Linked DNA regions of Mus musculus: regions 1 and 2 are each linked to region 3. Evidence: chromatin contacts called from public Hi-C data. All regions are on one chromosome and are shown on one strand. Each heading gives the region's core, a stretch centred on a gene start, on an enhancer-like site or on the middle of the called end of the contact. The rest is flanking DNA. Distances are from core to core; before and after follow the strand shown.

Region 1 (3,497 bases), core at 918-3,417, 260 kb before region 3:
AAAAAACACAAAGTCAACTCCACAGCTTGGGAAAGAAAAGCCTCGGGTAAACTTAAATATTAGCAGCATTTCAATTAGGAAAACGACACTCTGGGCCATTTCTCCAACTCTACTGTACACATTTTTCTTGGACGTATTGCTTTTATAATTAGAGAAAAATAAGTTATTTTCCACGCATGCCTGGAATTTAAACAATATATACAATATTATTATATTATAATAAAAGTATGTAATATAAACATATGTAATAAGCATTATATTTATTAATATAAATATAAAAATAAAAGTCTACAGTATAAACAAGTGATGTTTATATTATAACCACAGGCCATAGTTCTCTGTCACAAAATTAACACACTCAACTACTTTGCCAAATTCAATCTGCATGAAGACTTATTATTCCCCTAAAACTTTAACTAGAGGAGATGTGACAAATGCTTCAAAATGTCCCCAAACTGCACTCACTAGCTTCTCATAGAACTGTCAACCTCAAGGCCATTCCTGATCTCTTCTTCAAATAGCTCCCATACGAACAAACAGCCTTTCCACCCACCAGCTCCCTGTCCATCTGTATGTCTGATCCATCCTTTATCTGCCCGTCCCACATCCTACCCAGACTTTGGGCTGCTCAGCTTCTTTCCTTGGATTCACCTTCTCTCAATTGGTGTTTTGGGATAAGAAACTGGCACACGGAGACCTGGTTATAACAACTACCATTCACTGTGGAATAGTTACCATCGGCCTGTGCTTTCCACATGTATGTATACATGCACTGAAGTGAGTAGGGTGGAGGTGAAGCAGGTCTATGGGTGGATCCAGGAAGGGGGGAGGGGAAGAAAAGATGCTGAACAAGGTGCCAAGTTATAGTTGACAGGGGGAGTCCATATTCATGTTCTATAGCATGATGGTGACGATTATTATTCACAACAATTATTATATACTTGTCAGGAACTTGAAGAGATGGATTCAGAGTTCCTTGATAAACATATAAGGATGGAAAAAGGCTAATCACTTATATAATGTGCATATGAACTGGATAGCCATACTGTACTGTCATCAATACATAGAATTATTATGTATCAATGGAAAGAAAAAAGTCCTCAGAAAGCCATTGAGGAATTAAGAAAAAAATACAAAAGGATCAAATCAGGTCTTTATGCCCTAAGTCCTCTAAACATGGTATTTAAACCTTTTTGTCAAATGACATTATTTAAAAATACTGCTAAGTAGCTACATAGGCTCTCCCACTTCCTGTTACAAGGAGTGACACTGGGAATGGCTTTACAGCTTTAATTCACGCATGGTCAAGTATTCCCATGGCGGCAGAACAGGAGCCTGCAATTGACAAGCTTTCATCTCTAACCAATTCTCTCTCTCAGTTAATTATTGATGACACAGTTAGGTATTGAATTGGAATCACAGCGACCAGAAGCGACATCTGGCCTCTGAGAGGTGACGCAACATTAATTTAATGCCCTAGCTGTTTTCTGCAAAGAAAGGTGTCGCTCCTTCTGTAGTTACCTTTGGCCAAGGACTCTGCTGCACCTGTAGCAAGGTACAGACTGGGAAAGGGTCCCAGTGAGCACTACCAGGAGGGGTGCTTCGCATACTCCCCCTGCTGTCTGCCTCCACTTGCTTCCCCCAGACACACGGGCTCTGAGGAGGACCCCGGTCTGACCTCAGGGAGCTTTGCATGAAGACCCCATCCTGCTGTCAGTAGATTGCTGCCTTGCCTTGTTTGTGGCTTCTCCATTTACCTCCTCAGCCAGTCTTACTCGGTACTGCTCAGAACCAGCAGGGACCCCTGACTCTAGGTCTTCTCGACTTTCTGGTTTTATCCCACAGTTTCCTGGATGTGCTGTTCTGATCCACATCAGCTGTCCGTCCACTTGAATGTAATGCTAAAGGGCCCTGCACTTCAGCTCCTCCCTATCTCTTCTCTCCCACTGCCTCCGAGAGGATGCCAGCTGCAAATAGGCTTTATAGACCTGTTGGTGCTCAATTAGCAGAGAGAGAAGAATTTTGCTCCACTATAAAAATCCTGGGAAAATGACCTTTGACCTGGGCCATCAAAACTGGGTTTCTGGTTAAAGTAATGGGGATGGAGGGGAGGGGAGATGAAGCCAAGCAGCCCAAGCCCAGATACTGATGCATTGGGGAAGCAGGCTTGCTCCAGCAGAGGGCAGACTCAGAAAGGACTTTTTTCCCCTTCTTAGCAAGGATGTGCGTGCTGCCAGCATCAATCTGCATCAAGTCAGTTTTTATGGAACTAGGTTTCCCATCAGGACTCCAGCATCACCCAGCTTCTGTGTGCATGGCCCACTCTTACAGCCTCCCCCTCCCCTGTGTGGGTCCCAGGGTCTCCATGTGCCCCTCCAGACTCTCGCTTTGCTTCCAGCCTTCCCATCTGACCTGTGTATCTGCCAAATGACCCACTAATTCATTTCTGGTACTTAGGCCCCCTTGTGGCCATTCTCAGAGCAGTTCTTTTAACCGTCCACTCACAGCTCAATTGAATGCTCTGAAATGTCCCCAAGCTGCACTCACTAGCTTCCCATGTCACTGCCAACCTCAGGACACATCTGATCTCTTCTTCAGACGTGTTCTCATTTGACTACATAGTCCACCTGTCCATTAAGGGACATTAAGGGACCATCTAACTGCACATGATTCAGCTGAAGCTTGACCTGTGGGGACCGGCTTATTTGGAGGTATGGGAGGGCCTCCACATTCTATCTAGAGGTTTAGTTGTTAAGTTACTTTCCTTCAATCTACAACATACATTTTCTCATGAGGGCTACTTAAGATCTGTTAACTGGGTGATTTTTTTTTTTTTTGATAGATTTTCTGTTTCACAGCTTGATTAGAAAAATTTCCAATGCCTGTTTGATTAAGAACAAATTCTCATTTAGTAAAATTCCCTTGCTTGCACGATAAAGAGTAAATGCCTTTATGTGCTCTAGAACAGGGTTTGGACCCCCCACTCACCCATATCGTTTAACCCTCACTTTCCCATTCCAACCACCAACTTTTCCTCAGTTCCTCATACTCATTGTGGCAGTATAATAGGGTTGTTACCGATCTATCCTGTAATGTTCTGTGCTACATCTTCAGAGAGGCCTTCCCCCACATCTCCAAATAAGTCGGTCTCCACAGTTCAAGTTTCAACTGAATCATGTACCATTGGATATGCCCTTAAAGTATATCCCGCTCCCCTGGGTAATCAGATAAAATCATTTAATTTCTTCCACGGCTCCCCCAACTCCTGCCCTGCGACTGTTGGGTTCGAAAGAGTAGAGAGCCTGTCAGGTTTGTCGCTGTAGCCAGCCCAGTGTCTCATGCCTGAAATTTCCCTCCCACCTCTCTGCTCTGGCCACACTGGCCTCCTGCTCTCACCTGGCATTCACTGCCCACAGTGGATACTTCATCCTTTGCTTCAGGTTCTGGCCTGCATCGTGCCCTCCCAGAAGGACCTCCTGGATCACATTCTGAAACCT
Region 2 (3,237 bases), core at 215-2,714, 320 kb before region 3:
GTGTGTTAGCCAGGTGCACTTGGGCTTCCTGAAGATCTTTGTAACATGGAATCCCTTTGCAAGGTCTCACTCATGCTAAAAGGAATATGTGTCTAGGCCCCAAGAAGATGACTCCAGACTCCACTATAATGATGACACTTAGGCAAACATGAGTACCTGGAAAGACTCATGCTCTTCCAAGGGATTGCTGGAACATGTTAATTCCGGATAACTGGCAAATGCTGGGTGTATCAACACATTCTGTTAAAGCTAATTGATGTTCCATTAAAAAGAGGATTCATGGGAGGGTCAGATTTCTCTTTTGATGACGTTGACTTTTGAAATGACCTAAATTGTCACTGTCACGTGGTAAAATGTGATTTATATATTCAAGATCACAAGATAAATTCTCGGTTAACAGTGAAAAATATCCTCTTTTTTCTCCCTCTTTATCCATGATAAATCTTTAATCCTTGTTAAAGATTAAGAGGGTAAGTAGGGTAGCCGAGACTATTCTTTACATTAGCTACGCCTGCTGGATTTAGAAATTACATTTATTTATTTATTTATTTATTTTTGAATAATGCTTCCATGGGATTTTTTTTCTTCCTCACCAGCATTTCCTAGCGACAGGTTATTAAACTTGCCTTGTCAAACAATGGTATGTAGATGTTTATTTCCCTTTTGATTCCCAAGGGTGCCCACTGTTCACACAGGCATGATGACCAAGAGCTGAGATGGCAGTAAAAGCCATAACAAACACTTTTAAACTGTTCTGCCCATTCCTCAGTGGACAGAGCAGGCTTTGCTCTCTGTTGATATTTTTCCCAGTTCAAGCAACTGATCAAATGCTTGTCATTTACACTGCAGAAATATGAATGGCCCGGGCTGGCATCTAGCTCTTGGCACACTGTGTCCTACATTCTGCCTGAGGAAACCATGTAGAAAATGGCTTAAATGGTGCATAACACATCCATGAGCTGGTCCGATAAATACTTAAAACAGTCGAGTGGGAGCTTCGGACGCTTATGACGCTCCGGAGTTCCAGCTTCCAGTTTAGCGTTTGCTAAAAGACAAGAGTCCCAGAAGCCTTTCTAGCCCCGCTCTGGAAATCAGCTCTATCTGCTGAATAGAATTGGGAGTCTCTTTGTCTCTCCGTCTGCCAGTCAGCTAAGACTTGGTTTGAGTCCAGACGGTTTGCTTTAGAATTTGGCTTTGGCATTCAGACACGGATGCTCAGGGAGCACCCCGGAGTCCGTGACATCTTGGTCACCCGTAGTTTATCCATATGCACGTCCCATCAGGAACGGGGTACACTTCTCCTAGCCTGTGTCTGGCTCTTAGATTGGTGAAACCTGACTGTGGCCTAGAACTTAGAATGACAGGTTTGGTTCCATTTGAAACTGGCGGGGCTTTCACAGACAGTGACAATCTGTTCTGCGAGTGGGGAGGAGGGAGGAAGAATTCTAAAACGTTGACACGAAGCCAAAAGGAGTGGAGAAGAACAAGGGCTGTCATTATTATTTCATCAGCTAGCTTTCAAGTGAGAGCCTCAGTCACATAATACGGTGCCTTCAATGTAATTAAAAACCCTAGCCGCATACGGAGCATTAGCAGCATCAGGCCACGTTTTGGGAAGGAGACATCTTGTCCTGTTTACATGCTGAAATACTCCAGGAGCCTCCACCAGCACCCCTGCCCTATCTAAAACAGCAGTTTCTCTACTGGATAGAAAAACGAATTTGGTGTTCAAATAAGTTCACTCTTAATATGCACTAAGCTTGAGGTTTCCCTAAGGCCCTCTGTCATGGCAGCGAAGCCTGTGCTGAGAATCGATTCTGCTCCCAAAGGGCCTTGGGACTCTCCTGACCCCTCCAAGAAAATTCTGTCACCCAGCTCAGTAGTGTGGCTTTCTGCCTCCTCCTCACTGTGGGAGGGGCCACCTGAGAACCTCCCTGAGCTGCTGAGTTTACATCCAGTTCCCAGGGTTGCTTCTTTTATGATTGCTGCCGGTCTTTAAACCTTCACTATCTGGCCACCATGTTGCCTCCCTCTTGCAGGCCCCAGCTGAGCACTTCCAAGAAGCACAGGTGCCTAAAAACATGAGATCCAGGCCTGTCCCATCTCCGCTGGTTGGCTCGCTCTTTTTAGCTGTGCAATGTGTGGTCCCCATCTGTGCCCCTGTCTTTCTTCTTCCAGTATCCTATGCTTTCAGTCTGTCTGCTTGCTTCTCACCGACTGTCTTCTACAGCTCTAATGCTTATTTGTAAACCCTTGTGTTTCCAAATCTTTGCCGGGCCATGGGCACGGGCCGTGGGGCTTGCACATCTTATACAAACAAAGCACAAGCAGACTTGACTCTCTGACTTGAGGTCTGCCTGAAGGAGTCCCTGGACTCACCTGGGCAGGATCCACATCGTTCAGCATAACTACGGATGTGCAGTGGTAATCCAAGACCAGTCGCCAGAAGTCTTTGACGGTGTTTGGCAAAGGATGCTGGGTGACTATAAATGCTGAAGGCTGTTTATAGCTCTGCAGACACGAAGAGAAAGATCCAGATATAAACAGCACAACGTGAGGGGAGGCAGTGGAGATATTTTGTGCATGTGGAGATGTGCGGCAAAACGCATCCGATGTGTTTAGTACTTGTTTGGCTCTATCATCCTTGTCAACTCCAAAATGGACTAAAAATAAACTTTTCTGTGAAACTATGATGAATCATTCTCACTTTGATATCATGGGAACTTCACATTTATTTCTTACCATTTTGTTTTATACTTCTGACGGGCAATGTATTGGCTCTCTCTATTAATAATTTTAGGGGAGGGTGTTTCACTTTACTTTAAAAACTAAGTACCATGAAAACAGTTCTTTCTCAAACTTGCTGGTTTGTTGTTTATCTGGGCGACTCGGTTGCTTATTCCTGCCATGAAAGATATGCACGCTTTTGTTAGCTCTGGGAGCTTTAAACAAGCTTAAGCCCCTTTTATGATATCACACCAGCGGAATTAAAATTTACACATTAGCACTGAAAATATCCGTTTACTTTCTTGTCAGTTGAATAGCAAGAAGTAAACAGACTGGCAGGAAGCGATGAGTTGTGTTTCCTTCCCATGTTAATTACCACCTAAATTAGGAAGAAAGAGAACTAAATAATGCTGTCTGTCACCGTATCCCCTTTCCCCGCCAGATACCTTAACAGCTGCCCCTTGCTTTCTGGCCGGTAGGCTAAAAACCTGACAGTGTGGCATAGGTGAT
Region 3 (3,671 bases), core at 961-3,460:
GCTCCTTCGCCTGCTTGCTGTGTGAGACTGAGTAACTGCTAGATCTTTGGACTTCCATTCACAGCTGCGACTGAACCATTGTTGGGAATTGGGCTGCCGACTATAAGTCATCAATAAATTCTTTTACTATATAGAGACTATTCGTAAGTTCTGTGACTCTAGAGAACCCTGACTAATACAAGCAACAACAACAAAAAAATCACCCATACGAAGAACCAAGATCGGGCAGGGGGCATGTTCCACAGCCCGTGGCTGATACACATGCAGGGTGGTGCTCTAGATGAAGGAGATCATATGCGTCACAGTGGGACAACTGCATGGCTGTTGGGGTTTCTTAAAGTAGTTACCTCTCCCCCAACACACACACATACACACACACACACACACACACACACACACACACGGACCAGGAGCTGACTTCCCGAATGACACACAGGGCCACATTTTATGAGGGAGTTTAAATCCCACTGAGGACATTTGTATTCATAAGAGTTCATGGGACAAAGCCACGGAGAAGTAACTCACACAGTAGGAGCTACTGGCTATACAAAAGACACTTAGTATTCAAGACACACCATCTGGGTGGTAGCCAATAAGGCCTGGCAGAGCTGGTTTGGAAGAGAATAAATTATGTATTCCACCCTGTCCCCCATCCCCCCCCCCCAAGGTCCCAGCAACCACAGATATCCGCTGGAGGAGGACATGATGAGATCTCTTCCTCACATTCTGCTAAATCACCGTAAAACCAAATAAATTAGGTTCCTGCTTAAACATGGAACTCCACAGAGCCACTGTGATCCAGGGGACTTTCTGAAAGACGACCCCATCTCGGTTACGACTCCTGAAAGTACCTTTAATAAGGGAAAAGGCCACTTAGCCCATCATTAGAGAATAGAACGGCGTAACAGACCAAAGACTGAAGCCAAATTTAGCTGCATGATGATAATAGCAGAGGCAAAACTTCTGGAACTTGAGACCAGGAGAGAGGAAGATGTGTGAGTAGCCCTGGGTGAACCTGACATCAAAGAGATGACCCATGATAAAAGCATCAGAAAGAGGAAGGGAGGAAGGGAGGGAGAGAGGGAAGGCGAAAGGGAAGAAGGAAGGAGGGACAGAAAGAGGAAGGAGAGGGGAGGGAGTGTGGGTCTTGGTTCGCAGGTTGAGGGTACAGTCTTAAAGTAAGCAAGTCACAACCTTGGGAAAAGGAGGTGGCTCAGAGAACATTAGATGTCCCTTCCCAACTTCCCCTTTCCCTGTTCATTTCATTCTGAACTGAGTTCATGGAATAAAGTTGATCGTATTCAGGATGGAGTTTTCCATCCCGGTCATCCTGATCTCCAAAATCTCTTCAGGACATGCCTCTGAGGGTTTGTATCTGTGGCAGTTCTCAATCTCAGGGAGTTAACAGCAGAGATCAGCCACCACACCTGGCCAGGGTAAATCCTGCTAGCTTTAAGGCTTTGATGCGTGGTCTCTGGGGTCTGTATGTTAAATGGCCCGTGGTAGTATCTGGAGCCTTGGAGAGCTGGGGCTTGCTCCAAAGTCCTCTGATCTTACTTGGATGGATCCTTTGAGGTAAGATTAAGATATTCCATTCTTTCTGTGCTTCTCTGAGATAAAGCTGTACCTGCTGCGACATGTTCTCATTGGGACTACACTTACCACAGCCTGTAAGGCAATGGGTCAGTCAACCTCAAACTGAAATATCAAAAACTTAGCCATATCTTTTTCTTTTATGAAATTGAGTGCCTCTGGTAATTTGTTATGGTAACATTAACAGGAATAACACAAGACAGAGTCTTGGTCCGAAACTATAAGCTGGTAGGTATCCACGTGCAATTTAGGGAAAGGTCTTCAGTGTGCTATTGAACTCACCTGTAACATAGCAATCATGTCAAACTCAACCACAGGACTGTGATGGAGTTACTTATGTAAATATTTTTGCAGAAGTAATCTACATATTAAAATTAAGCAGAACTTCTACATCAGAAGGCTAGGGCCAGACAACAGAAACTCCCCGGAGAGAGGACTTTGGGCGAGGTCTCAGAGTATTAAAAGACAGGAAGACATGATGACTTTCCAGGCATACGCTCAGATGAGGTTGGACAAGCAACCCAGCTCATTTGTAATGAGGCAGGCCTGATTCTTGCAGGCTGGGCTATGACTCACTCACAGCTTTGCTGGCCTGCCTTCTGTGTGGTACCATGGAGGTGTTCTCTAGTCATGCCCAAAGGACCATCCTTTCACAAGCTCTGAAATAAATTTAGCACCAAGCTCTAGAAGCAGCCAACACCCCTTTGGAAAACACAATATAACATATGCTCATCATTTACATAACCAGACAGCTGGAGTCTACAGAAATGCAAATTCTGCCATCACTTAAATGTGAAGTGGAAGAAACTCTTTTCCCTGAAATGCAAGGGAGAGGGACAACAATTTGAGGGAAAGGTGATCAACAAATCCAACCCGGTGCACATAAAACAGAAATTCAAATTTCCTCCAAAGGTACACAGATGGCGCGTACACATATGAGCTCTATGTGTTTAGCTTCTGGGGCTTCAGCATGCAGCCATGTGGCTCCTGAGGACTCTCCAGTAGGGTCTCTCCACATCAGAGTGCATTCCATTGAGTGGAGTTCTGGAACGCTCCCCACCCCCCACCCCCACCCCTGGCCTTTATCTTTCCTTCATTCTGCTTGGATTTTTTTTTCTCTTCTCATGGAGGCAGTTGGTTGGTTGTTGGACTGAATTACTGGGAGCTACAAGCAATATTAACCCAGTCCAACCTTATTTTTGCAACTCAGTTCAGACTCTGTAAGCGCCCCGTCCCCCATAGGCAAGCAAACAGCCAGTCAAAATATGCTAACTTGTGCCAAACGCTACTGACATGAATTGCCTGAGCAATCTTTCTACCCAATTTTCTATAAGACAGACATCCCTCACAAGGTGCACACACACACACACACACAGATATTTATCCAAACACACATAATTTGGGAAAAAAAGGGGGGGAGGCAACAGAAAAATCCAGCAATTGCAAAATTACTGTTTCTATGAGTCTCTTTCATTATTTTAAAATAAAGCGTTTATCCAACATGCAACCTCTTGATCCCCATCTCTAATTGAGTGGCTGCCTTGAATTTAAAGCCCAAGTTGCTTTCAGCCCTCAGAATAGTCCCTTAACTCATTCTCAAATCATAGAGAGTGATTTAGATTCTAGAATGTTCCGGGGACAGCTGAGATGTCTCCTCTGTCCTGTTCTCTGGGGCCATATTAGGCTCGTGGAGGTTAATAGGTCAGTCTGCAAAGAAAGGATTTCTATTTCTTCAGAGAGATATATGTCCTCTGTACAGCCAACACTGGCCCAGCAGAAAGAGTTTCAATAAGTGCCCCTCAAGGCTGGAAAGATGCACTCAGCTCCCATGTGCAGAACTGTTATAGTATTCCCTGAGCTTCAGACAGGAAATGAGTGACTGGCTGAACTCGGAGCTCCTATAGGGAAGAAAAGGAAACTGAATGTTTCTCATCTTTCTTCCCCAAATTTCTTGAAATAGAATGTCCACAGGCAAAGGGCCAAGAGGTAGGCACAAAGAGAGCATAATTAAGGCACGCCACTTGCGTGTGGGAGGCCCTGAAACATGTTTGCAAAGAAGCTGTCGAACAAATGCTGCA

Evidence for each region. A called contact is a pair of places that touch in the nucleus more often than the background predicts.
Region 1: a Hi-C map of cerebral cortex shows a contact between it and region 3, with 4 times the contacts expected there. The contact joins two enhancer-like sites. A contact is called at or near these places in 1 of 484 Hi-C or Micro-C datasets (cerebral cortex) and 2 of 115 datasets of contacts at active chromatin or transcription factors (astrocytes and embryonic limb bud).
Region 2: a contact with region 3 is called in a Hi-C map of cortical neurons, with 2.8 times the contacts expected there. The contact joins two enhancer-like sites. A contact is called at or near these places in 1 of 15 datasets of contacts at CTCF or cohesin (the NIH/3T3 cell line), 2 of 484 Hi-C or Micro-C datasets (cerebral cortex and cortical neurons) and 1 of 115 datasets of contacts at active chromatin or transcription factors (SST interneurons).

The regions. Positions count from the first base shown.
Region 1 is chr17:66,753,099-66,756,595 of GRCm38.p6, forward strand. The region is part of intron 18 of Ptprm (protein tyrosine phosphatase, receptor type, M); the gene reads right to left. Among named protein-coding and RNA genes, the nearest start is that of 1700016K05Rik, 40 kb to the left of the region's middle. Within about 2 kb of position 2,168, at least 12 of the 459 cell types and tissues checked have an H3K27ac peak or open chromatin away from gene starts, as enhancers often do. A contact at or near this core is called in cerebral cortex, where this site is marked.
Region 2 is chr17:66,685,872-66,689,108 of GRCm38.p6, forward strand. Ptprm (protein tyrosine phosphatase, receptor type, M) reads right to left here. Exons shown (of 31, transcript NM_008984.2): 27 at 2,380-2,511. Among named protein-coding and RNA genes, the nearest start is that of 1700016K05Rik, 27 kb to the right of the region's middle. Within about 2 kb of position 1,465, at least 24 of the 459 cell types and tissues checked have an H3K27ac peak or open chromatin away from gene starts, as enhancers often do. A contact at or near this core is called in cortical neurons, where this site is marked.
Region 3 is chr17:67,009,806-67,013,476 of GRCm38.p6, forward strand. The region is part of intron 7 of Ptprm (protein tyrosine phosphatase, receptor type, M); the gene reads right to left. Among named protein-coding and RNA genes, the nearest start is that of Mir5709, 15 kb to the right of the region's middle. Within about 2 kb of position 2,211, at least 20 of the 459 cell types and tissues checked have an H3K27ac peak or open chromatin away from gene starts, as enhancers often do. A contact at or near this core is called in cerebral cortex and cortical neurons, where this site is marked.